3 separate regions of the Mus musculus genome follow, and regions 1 and 2 are each linked to region 3. Evidence: chromatin contacts called from public Hi-C and promoter capture Hi-C data. All regions are on one chromosome and are shown on one strand. The core of a region is the stretch at or near the end of the contact, and the rest is flanking DNA. Distances in the headings are between cores, read along the strand shown. Region 1 has its middle 54 kb from the start of Gm33892. Region 2 has its middle 5.3 kb from the start of Gm33619. Region 3 holds the start of Aldh8a1 (aldehyde dehydrogenase 8 family, member A1).

Region 1 (3,498 bases), core at 264-2,763, 140 kb after region 3:
ATATTTTTGTTGTATTCTTCGCCTTTCCCAACTCCTCCCACATGCCCCCAACCTAGTGTCTCAGTTCTTGAAATGAATGTAATCATTCAAAGAATCACGAGTTTTCTTGTCATCCCTGCTGTCTTCTTCCTTCTTGTGGGTTCACGCCCCCCTTATATTGGCAAGTGTTCCCTAAAAGTAGTCTCAAAATTTATTAAGTTCAATTAGTTTGAGACAATTATAACTCCAGTTTAAAGTTCCAGCAAGTTTAGGTGAGATCAGGCACTTTCTGGGTGCTATGGCTATAGACAAATTCCAGTATTCTTTTTTATTTTCCCCTCTGATTGAAAATAGATTCTTTTTTCATCCAATACATCCTAATTACCGTTTCTCCTCCCTCTGCTCCTTCGAGTTCCTCTGCACTTCCCCTGCCCTCGGGATCCACTCCCTTTCTGTCCCCCATTAGAAAAGAACAGGCTTGTAAGAAATAAAAACCAAACATGGCAAAATAAACATAAGTTGAAGCACAAACTATCAGAGTCTTTTCCTCCTGCTGAGTTTCCAAATCCAACTCACTCTGATGTGACAGTTTTTACTTCAAATTCCATTATTATTAAAAGTCTCATGGAATCTACTTCAGGAGACATTTATGTACTCAAATCTGTGAGTGGACAGGCAGATGGTCTCCGGGCCTGTTGTCTTCCCATTCCAGGCTCCTAGGGAAATTCACTTTTCTGTCATGTGACTCTGCAACACTTCTCAGTCTTAAACCCACATGCCCCACACCACCTTTCTTTTGTGCTAGGAATCAATCAGAGAGTCTTGTGCATGCAAGCTAAAACTCCACCCCGAGCTGCTTGGGTTTGTTTTTTGTTGTTGTTGTTGTTTTTGTTTTTGTTTTTCTTTTTTGAGAGGGTCTCCATATGTAGCCCAGCTGCTTTCAAACTTCTGGTCCTCCTGCCTCTGTTTTTCCAGTGCTGGGGTAACAGGCACACACTACCCCGCCGTGCAGATATTGTAGAGATTGTACATTTCTAAGCAGTCTCCAGGGGATTCTGCATCTGGCCTCTGAGTTGCAAGGCACTAACCATTTAGCCCTCTGACCACCATTTATTATTTATTCTGCTTGGCAGGAGGAACACTAGCTATTTGATGAATGAACACTTGTTCAGCCACCAATCTCTCATCAGGGGAGCCTTGGTGTCGGGGCAGAGGCGTAAGGCAGTTACCTTGTGATCTGCTTCTCCTGCATTCTGCCCAAGGGAGGTAGATCCTATCTCTCCATGCAGCAAACTCCTGAACACTTTGTACTTCTGGGAGAGGCAAACCCTTGACCAGAGAGAGATAGAAAAGGTCATTCCATGCAGCAAAGCTAGCATATCCGACATCCCTTTGACATCGTGTCTAAATACCGTTCTCCACCCAGCAACACTAGCGATGAAACTGACATTTTGACTTTAGTTGAATTCTGTGCAAGAGCTTCAGTTTGTTCTGAACCTCACGGGGAAATTAAAATAATTTATCTTGTCAATCTCAATGTGTTGAAACACGAATCTTCTCAGAGAGGGCTCAAACTGGCTTCATGGGTGTGGGCGTGTATATTGCCTACACCGTGAGATTTAGGGCTCCCTTTAATCAGCATCAGGGGTAAGACACAGATGGGGGTGATTTTGAATAGGGTTTTTAAGCATTTCAGAAACTCCTGAGCAGGTTAGGTTCCTTCAGAGGATGGTGGTCGGATCAAAAGACAGGCCTGTTTCACTCACGGACCAGAAAAGCTCCCTGTAGGGAGGGGCCCTGGAGCTTTTTTCTAGGTCAGAATGCTGAGTAAGAGGTTTGAATCTCAAGGTTGATCAGCCTTGGGTAAGGCGGGCCCTAGACAGTGTTCCAGGCTTGAGTTAACGGTTGCTGTCCTTTTGAATACACTGTGGTAGTCTCTTCCTGTATGCGAATTTGCACCCACTCAGATTTACACTGTGACACGGTGTTTAATATAATTGAATACAAAGTTTAGATTTCAGATCATATCCAGTTTTATGGTCTCTTTAGTGGTAATCCTCCAGTCACCATCAGCTTCGAATGGAAAGATATGTGCTATATTTCAGAGTATTGTCTGCCATATCAGATGGAGCAGTATGTATTTTGGTTCTTTGAATTTTTGAGCACACGTGATTTACAGATTAGAGTGTGTTTCGTCTTTTAAATTTCTATTCATCTCAAATGTGAGGAAAAGTTCAAGGATAAGTGAGATAGGTAAATGATTTGTAGAACAGGCAACAAATAAATAAATGGTGGATGGTATTGTTCATCTAATACACACAAGGACCACCCCCATGCTGCCTCGCCATATATATTATTCATTTTACTATCAACTTATAAAAGCAACAGCAGTGTGCCTCAACATCATGGAATGAGTCATAACATGACACTACAGGATTATGTCATGTTGGCTTCCCTACTTCCAGTTTCCTGTCTCTTGTTTCTTGATGTAAGGTGTCCCTGAGAACTTAGCATATGAAGCCAGGCCTAGCCTGAGATCCCTGTCCTAACAGACAGCCAATTTCTGAAGGCTGAACTCAGTGAGATTAATTTGATGCCTTCTGCAATGAGAAGAAGCATCCAAGCTCGACAGCAGGATGTTACCTCTTCTGATCAAAACACTAGGAAGAGATTAGGAACGTGCTAAATGTCACTTGGAGGGTTTAATAATATGCAGGCGACGACGTGCTGCAGCAAGACTCATCCTCCTCTTCCTTCTTTAAACACCGACAGGAAGTCACAGAAGTCTCTCCATATCTTTGCTTGCCTCGGGTTCTTAGAGAGCATTTGAAAGTTGTGATATTTTGAGCAGCAACTACTACTTTCCACATCCCGGGAGCTTGCTGCTTTTGAATGAGATAGTTCCATGATGGCATGCTCTCAAAGCCTGTGTGGATGAATGCTAGCAATACCTCAACTCTGACGTAGATGGCCCTGGCAACATGGAAACAACCCCTTTGCAAGTTAATCCTGAATGATCAAGAAAAAGGCTAGACAACCTGTAGCTAGGTAGAAGAGAAGTAGGCAGAGCGGTTCCTGGGCTTGGAGCCTCAAATAGGGACCACAAGGTGGGGGGAAAGGAGCAGACGGAGAGAGAGAGAGAGAGAGAGAGAGAGAGAGAGAGAGAGAGAGAGAGAGAGACAGAGACAGAGACAGAGAGAGACAGAGAGAGAATGAGAGGTCATGGTGGGGTGAGCACACGGCCATGAGGTCTGGTCTGACAGAGTAGGAGAGTCCCACGCAGAACGTTACAAGTGATATCTTGAGGAGATGACTTTACGAAACTAGATAAAATAGCACAGAGGGGTGATATCTGCCCGGTCTACTGCTTTAAAGCTTATTATTATAAGTCTAAATGTTTCTGTGTCTTTTATCCAGGAATGAAATGGTCAGAAATGGGCTAGAAACGCCTAAAATATACTTAAAGACAACAAGGGGTTATAGCAACACCCAGAATGATAATTACCACAACATCACTCA
Region 2 (3,470 bases), core at 905-3,404, 180 kb before region 3:
GGGGCAAATTTTACATTTGATACTTTCCCTTATGCCCTGGGGTTTACTAATTACAGGCATGGGCACCACCGTCCAAGACCAGGCCTTCCAAATCTCTGCTAACTCTGGTTGGTTGAGCCTTGAACTTCACAGAGGCCTGAGGGCGTAGTATATAGGTATTCTACAAAAGCCATTATTATCAGGTTTTCTTGTTTGGTTTTTGTAAGCCCTTTCAGTTTGCTAACCATCATGAGCATTACTTAAAGGCTGATCCACTTTTCCACTGGTGATGAGCTGGTATTCATGGACTGTGAATTGCACGTGTAGTAGTATTAAAAGTTCCATTTTCCCCCTTAAATTTATTTATTTAGTCATCTTACATCTTGATCACACCCCTTACCCAGTTTCTTCTGTTCTAGATTAAATCGAGTTTAATGGGATATATCCAATTAGACCACACAGGTGCAGTTAGATAGAAAAAACTGGAGTTAGGGAGATGACTCGGTGGATAAAAGCACTTCCAGCAACCCCTGATAGTCTGACCTTGGTCCCTGGAGCACATGGAGGAAGCCATAAGCACAGTCCCATTTTAAAGGGAATGACAGAGGCAGAAGGATCTGCTGGGACCTTGCTTTGCAATGGCAAGGAGACCCTGCCTCAAAAACAAAGAAGGAGGATGGAACTAGCTTCCAAAAGGTGTTCTCTGATCTTCACATGTGTACAGTGGCGGCATGCCTGTGTGCATGTAACCCCTCCCCCACGTACACATGCCACGCACAAATTACAAAATTAAAACTTATTTTTAAAAACATGGTAATGTACTAGGCATGGTGGCGCACACCTTTAATCCCAGCACTGGGGAGGCAGAGACAGGCAGATTTCTGAGTTCGAGGCCAGCCTGGTCTACAAAGTGAGTTCCAGGACAGCCAGGACTGCACAGAGAAACCCTGTTTCGAAAAACCAACCAACCAACCAACCAAACAAACAAACAAACAAACAAAAAACATGGCAATACATCGAAGAAGCTGCCCATGACCACACGAGGCATTGCTACACATCTTAAGATTTCTAGAACCTCCTCTTCAGGCGTGTTGTGTGTGCGGTTCTTTAGATATGAAGCGTTTGCTGCAGAGTCACATTTGGAGCAGTCTGATCTAGAGAATGCTCCTTAAAGGCTGAGGACCAGGCTTAGTGGCAGAATGCCTGCATAGCAAGCAGGGCCTTGGGTTTCAGCAATAGGAAAACAGAGAAGAGAATGCTTCTTTTAATTAATTAATTAATTTTATTTTTTTACATCCCAGATGTTGTCTCCCATCCTAGTCCCCTTTTGTAGAGTTTCTTCCCCCATCTTCCTTCCCCTTGACCTCTGAGAAGGTGCCCCTCCTCCCAGCATCCCCTTTCCCTGGGGCATCATGTCTCTACAGGACTAGAAACATCCTCTCCCACTGCAGCCAGACCAGGGAGCCCTATGCTGAGTATGTACCAGCAGGGGCCATGGACCAGCCCTTGTATACTCTTTGATTTGGTGGCTTAGACTCTGGGAGCTCTTAGGGATCCAGGTTAGTTGACACTGTTGTTCTTCCTATGGGGTTGCCACCCCCTTCAGCTCCTTCAGTCCTTCCCCCAACTCTTCCTCAGAGTTGGTTGGCTGTAAGTATCTGCTTCTGTCTCAGTCAGCTGCTGGTAGAGGCTCTCAGAGAGAACAAAACACTCCTGGGTATGGTAGTGTTGGAGAAGAGAAGTGACTTTCACCTTCTAGCTCATGACGAATCAGGCTTGGAGAAAGAGGTATGATGCTCAGACAGTCAGTTAGTTGTCACCACGTAGAAGTTCTTTGGAGGGCAAGAGCTGGGAACACAGCATAAACAACAGCAGACCCAGCCTGACCAGCCGGGGCTTGCCCTCCAGGAAGGGAGACAGACAGTAATCAGATGATCAATTGAACAAGTGTCAAATTATACCTGTGACATATTCTACAAAGGAACGGGGCACGGCACAATGAGAGTCTAGGATTAGGCACTTGACCGGACTGGTGGCGAGGTCAGAAAAAGCTTGCCTGTAAAAGTCATGGTTGTGCTGAGAACGGAGGGAGGAGCAGTCACGGACTAGATGAAAAGGAAGGAATGAGCAGAAGGAACAGAAAGCGAGGCAGCCTGGTGCATGAGGAAGCAGTGCCAGTAAAGGGAATTGAAAGAGACCCAGGTGGCCCGGCCTGTCACAGAGTGGGACAGTGTGTGAAGCCACTGGGGCACTGGAGCCAGCTCGTATTTATATCATGTTTATATCTGAAAGCCAGTCTACATACATGCCTTCCCAACTGCACATTTAGCGACATTTAGTTTGTAGCTCAAAGCTGGATAAGGTGGGTCTATTTACATCATAAGAATTGGCCGGCCCCTCTTTTCTGGGTTAGTTATTCTGTATTAAAAAACGTGGAGACGTTTCTAGAACCAGACTATGACATGGTCTAGACCTGAGATTTGCAACATTGGGAGGAAACAATCCTGACTCCTGGCAACTATCAGACAACTAATCAGGTTTGAAAGATGCCACCTGGTATTCTGGCTTTAGCATCCCGTCCTCTCCTTTACTCTCTTCTCTTCCTCCCTGATATTATTATAGAAGCTGGGGTGGAAATGGGTAGATATCAATCAGAGCTTCGAGAGCCCTACCAGGAGAGACCATCAGTGAGGGCAATCAGGAGTTCAAGGTGGGTATGAGTGCTTGGTGCTGATGCTGTTGAGAAGGTGATAAATGATGTCCTGGTTCTGGCTCCTGACCCGATGAAGGTGAGGCAGAGTGGGTAGAGGGTAGAGAGCAAGGCTGTGGGATACAGGGTGCAGAGTCCATACTCAGCAGCCAGCTTCCAGTGAGAACAGAGGCAGCACAAGAGTTCAAACTGAAAGCTTGCCAGAGCGTTGGGAAGACAGAGGTGGGGTCCCAGTGGGGAGACGGGAGGGGGAGGGAGAGGGGGAGGGGTTTTTCTATTTGGTGTTGGTGTTCGAATGGTTTTGTTTATGAAAAGAGAAAGATAATGGAAACGGAAGAAAGCCAAGGGGCCTGGGCCTCAGCAACAGGAGGATTCAAGATCTTTGAAATGATAATTCGGCTTCAGTGTAGGCCATATGCTGAAGCAGCCTTTACATCTTGGTTTTTTATTCTGTGTCATTTTACAGAGACTCCACGTTTCCCCTAAGCAATGGCGGGTTTGTTGCTGCCTTGAGAAGGAAAGACAGCAGCTCTCTTGCTGCCAGGACTAAGCCCAGTTCCATTTACAATCTTCTGTTGCTGAGATTCCATTCTTCCAGGGCAGACTCCTTGGCATAATTAAAATGAGACTCTTATCCCTACCCTGCCCAGGTCTGGAACCCTGGACACAGGCATGTTGCTGCAGGCTTCCTGCTCATCCAGGTTACAGCCTGCTGGGCACAGCCCGCCCTCCTGGGCACAGAGTAGACTGAGCCTTGTCTCCTATCTCCCTCTCCTGTTCT
Region 3 (3,346 bases), core at 348-2,847:
GGAAGCAGTGGTAGCCTGCTGGCCAGTGTGAGAGGGTGAATTCTGCCTTTTGGCCTGCAGGGACCTTAGGGAATGGCGTGTTGGCTGGCAGGCCGAGGAAACAGAGTTCAGGGCAGGTGCTGCCATTGGAGGAGTCAGCTCCATAGGAGCCCTGTTGTGGGGCTGGGGGACGGACAGAGAGTAGAGGCAAGATTTGGAGAGTGTAGCTCAGAGTCAAAGGAGGAGGGGGAAGAAGCTGGCCAGGAGGGAGGGAGAGAGGGAGGGAGGGAAAGACAGAGACAGGGAGGGAGGAGATTCATGGTCAGTAAGAAATTGAAGATGCTCTCTTTACATTTTAAACATTCTACAAGGTAGAAATACAGAGAATGGAAACACAGCAATACAGCAGCCAAAACATTTCCACAACTGGTGAAAGACAAAGCCAGTGGTAGAAAAGCAGCCTCTTCCAGTCACGGTTAAGAACAAATTCTCACCAAATGCACTGTGGTGAAAATGGGACGCCAAAGACGACAGACAGCCGTCAGTAGGTGGAGACGTGAAGTACAGGAAGGATGGGGAGATAGCAACATGGAGAACAGAAGGAACAAGACCTTCAGAGGGTTACTTGCAAAATACAAAACAAGCGCTATGATGCACAAGAGAGTTTGGTTATCCATGGAGCCTCAGCAGAGTGAACGGTGGTGTGTCCTGTCCTCTCAGAGGCCATGTGCTGGTCTGTTCAGCTGTGACAGAATAACTGAAAATCGATCACTTGAGAGAACCTGAATTCTTGTTGTTCTGGAGACTGGGAAGCCCATGATGTTGGTGTGAGGAGATTGTGTATGGTAAATATCCCCTGCCTCTGCCACTTCCTCACCAGGCAGGGCAGCTGTGCTCCTGCGGCAGAAGGCACAAATGACCCATAGCCTGTTTCGAAGGCACCACCGAGGCCGTGAGCAGCACCTTAACTCCAGGAGTGCCCACTTAAACACTGCCACTGGAGGGTTAAACGTGCCCGAATTCTGAGCGTTCAAACCACGGCATTGCCGGGTAGTGAAGACGGCTCCCTTGCTCCTGTGGCCAGTCCCTACAGGGACATGGATGCATCCTCCTGAGATGGACTCACAGGCTGTTAGGTGTAAATGTAGCTAAAGTTTCTTCTCATTTCCTGTCAGTACTTGAGTGTTCATGTGTGACCTTGGCCACATTGTGTAACCTTCCAGAGGCTCAATGCCTTCCCTAGAAAGGAGGAAGTAAGGATTGCTGCATGGGACAATATTCTGTGGAGCCAATTTTCTTTATGCTTTGCACTTCGTGTTTAAACAGTGGGCACTTATGGTGCAGTGCCGATAAAATCATCTCACACACACACACACACACACACACACACACAGTTGATATGAAAGGACAATCTGAAGACATTGTACATATGTAACTTGATGTTAGTTTAATGCAGTGCCCATTTCTCAGAATGGACCATGAGTTGCCTTCAAGAACCATCCGAGTTTGGAATCAGGAAAGTTCTGAAGCGCAGCGGGTCTCCTCCTCCCAGGTTCGGATATGCAAATGAGGACACTGGGCCTGGGGGTGAGATGAGGGTGTCCAAAGTCCTGAGGGCAGTCACAGAGGGCTGCTGTACACAGAGGGCACTTTCCTAACATGGCTGGAAAAAGGGAACTTTTGATGTTGGAGAACTTTATAGGTGGGAAGTTTTTACCCTGTAACTCATATATAGATTCTTACGATCCATCAACAGGGGAAGTTTATTGCAAAGTTCCAAACAGTGGGAAAGAAGAGGTAAGTCTATTCACTTGGGAAACTAAAACGTATTTACTGTGTTGACAAATTGTAGACAACCATTTTCTAAAACTAAAGGGGAGAGGATGAAGGAAAATGTAGCATTTTATAAGGTAGTTTATCATATGAATGGACTGGTCTGAGCTGGAATGGCTCTGAGTTTACTATGTTCAAGAGAAAGTTGTTAGCTGTGGGAACAGTGGTTTTAATGTTTGTAATTCTCAGACAGATTGTAATAGTTATAGAGAACTCTTACGATATGAAATGCATCCTTCTCTCTACAAAGTGCCCACTGGCTCCATGGGTTTATAAAAATAAATCTTGAAAACTTAAATTGGGAACAAAACAAAAGCCCAGTACTTTATTTTAGACCATCATCTGATAGTTCCTCATATCTCTGAGAATACCCAGTCTAATAAAGCCAGTTATTTGAGTAATGAAGCTGAAAATTAAACTCTCATGTCATTTCATTAAACTTAACAACTTAAAAAATGAGGGTTCATGTCCCTTTCTCTTTCCTTTTTCTTTCTTTTCTAGTTATGAAGAATTAAGTCACTTGGGGAATTTTGTAAAATGCTTGAGATATATTTAATGTTATGAATTATTGCACTGAGAATAAAAAATGTTTGGTGTGCTGAGTGACTGATGTGTGTGTGGTTACCAAATGCAAACCGCCCATTGTTTATTCTTTTCAAGGCACAAACAACTCGATTATAATATAATTCCAATCTTCCTATATAAATATATCTTATATGCCAAGTTTTTTCTTCAAAAATTCAACTTTTTTTCTTCACTGGTAAATTTTAAATCTGTCTTCTAGAGGAAAAAAACAACTTTAGACTCTGTACTAAAGTTTAAGAATATTGGGTAACTTGTTAGTTACATTGTAACCAGCAATTTTGCTTGCTTCCAATGACCCAAACTGCATGAGACCAAGGCTTCTCTTCTCCATCTCCTGGTGTTTCCAAAGTGAGGAGATGCAGGTGGAGTGTGGTACCGGCTGGCACTTCTTCAGGAAATAGAATAAAACATATTTGCTTTTGCTTTTCCAGTAATATGTATGTTTTATTTTCTCAGCAATCCAGTTTGCAAATATTTTGGGTTCCACAAAAGCTGTGTCTTTGTTGATTTTACAAGATATGTGCCGAATTTTGGGCCTGTGTGAGTGTGTGTGTGTGTGTGTGTGTGCGTGCTTGCTCGAGCGCGCTTGCTTGCATGCAGTGCAAACTGAGATAGTACAACCTGTAGACTTAATCTGAACCATACAGGAGGGCAGAAAAGCACTCAGATGCATTCTGAGTGCATCACGTTTTGGCCACAAGAGGGCATCTGCTTATTTACCCTGGGAGCCCCACACTCCCGTTCCAACAGAAGCCTCTATCATGGGTAGGGCGAGGAAACTTATGCTATAACAGTGGTTCTCAGCCTGTGGGTCAAGACTCTGATGGAGGTCAAAAAGATCTTTTCACAGGGGTTCAGCACTTGGGGTGTAGAGTTAGGAGATGAGCTAGTCACTTCAAGTGCCAGGGACAGCCGTAGGACGTGATCACACAGTGAAGACTTGACTTTA

What was found. Promoter capture Hi-C pulls out the DNA fragments that hold promoters and counts their contacts. Hi-C and Micro-C count contacts between places; a contact is called where the count stands out from the background.
Region 1: a contact with region 3 is called in a Hi-C map of the G1E-ER4 cell line, with 1.9 times the contacts expected there. The contact joins the enhancer-like site here to the promoter of Aldh8a1 in region 3. A contact is called at or near these places in 9 of 39 promoter capture datasets (the 3T3-L1 cell line, the C10 cell line, embryonic stem cells and 2 more), 4 of 484 Hi-C or Micro-C datasets (the G1E-ER4 cell line, the HL-1 cell line, cerebral cortex and 1 more) and 3 of 9 other capture datasets (adipose tissue, embryonic stem cells and liver).
Region 2: a promoter capture Hi-C map of stem cell-derived epiblast-like cells shows a contact between it and region 3, with 2.4 times the contacts expected there. The contact joins the enhancer-like site here to the promoter of Aldh8a1 in region 3. A contact is called at or near these places in 5 of 39 promoter capture datasets (the C10 cell line, embryonic stem cells, pre-B cells and 1 more), 1 of 15 datasets of contacts at CTCF or cohesin (large pre-B cells), 2 of 484 Hi-C or Micro-C datasets (embryonic stem cells and pro-B cells), 1 of 115 datasets of contacts at active chromatin or transcription factors (embryonic stem cells) and 2 of 9 other capture datasets (embryonic stem cells and pancreatic islet).

What each region holds. Positions count from the first base shown.
Region 1 is chr10:21,516,093-21,519,590 of GRCm38.p6, forward strand. No RefSeq gene overlaps it. Among named protein-coding and RNA genes, the nearest start is that of Gm33892, 54 kb to the right of the region's middle. Within about 2 kb of position 1,514, at least 5 of the 459 cell types and tissues checked have an H3K27ac peak or open chromatin away from gene starts, as enhancers often do. A contact at or near this core is called in the G1E-ER4 cell line, where this site is marked.
Region 2 is chr10:21,190,492-21,193,961 of GRCm38.p6, forward strand. No RefSeq gene overlaps it. Among named protein-coding and RNA genes, the nearest start is that of Gm33619, 5.3 kb to the left of the region's middle. Within about 2 kb of position 2,155, at least 44 of the 459 cell types and tissues checked have an H3K27ac peak or open chromatin away from gene starts, as enhancers often do. A contact at or near this core is called in pre-B cells, pro-B cells and stem cell-derived epiblast-like cells, where this site is marked.
Region 3 is chr10:21,375,703-21,379,048 of GRCm38.p6, forward strand. It overlaps Aldh8a1 (aldehyde dehydrogenase 8 family, member A1), which reads left to right and starts at 1,598. Exons shown (of 7, transcript NM_178713.4): 1 at 1,598-1,776. The coding sequence starts at 1,639.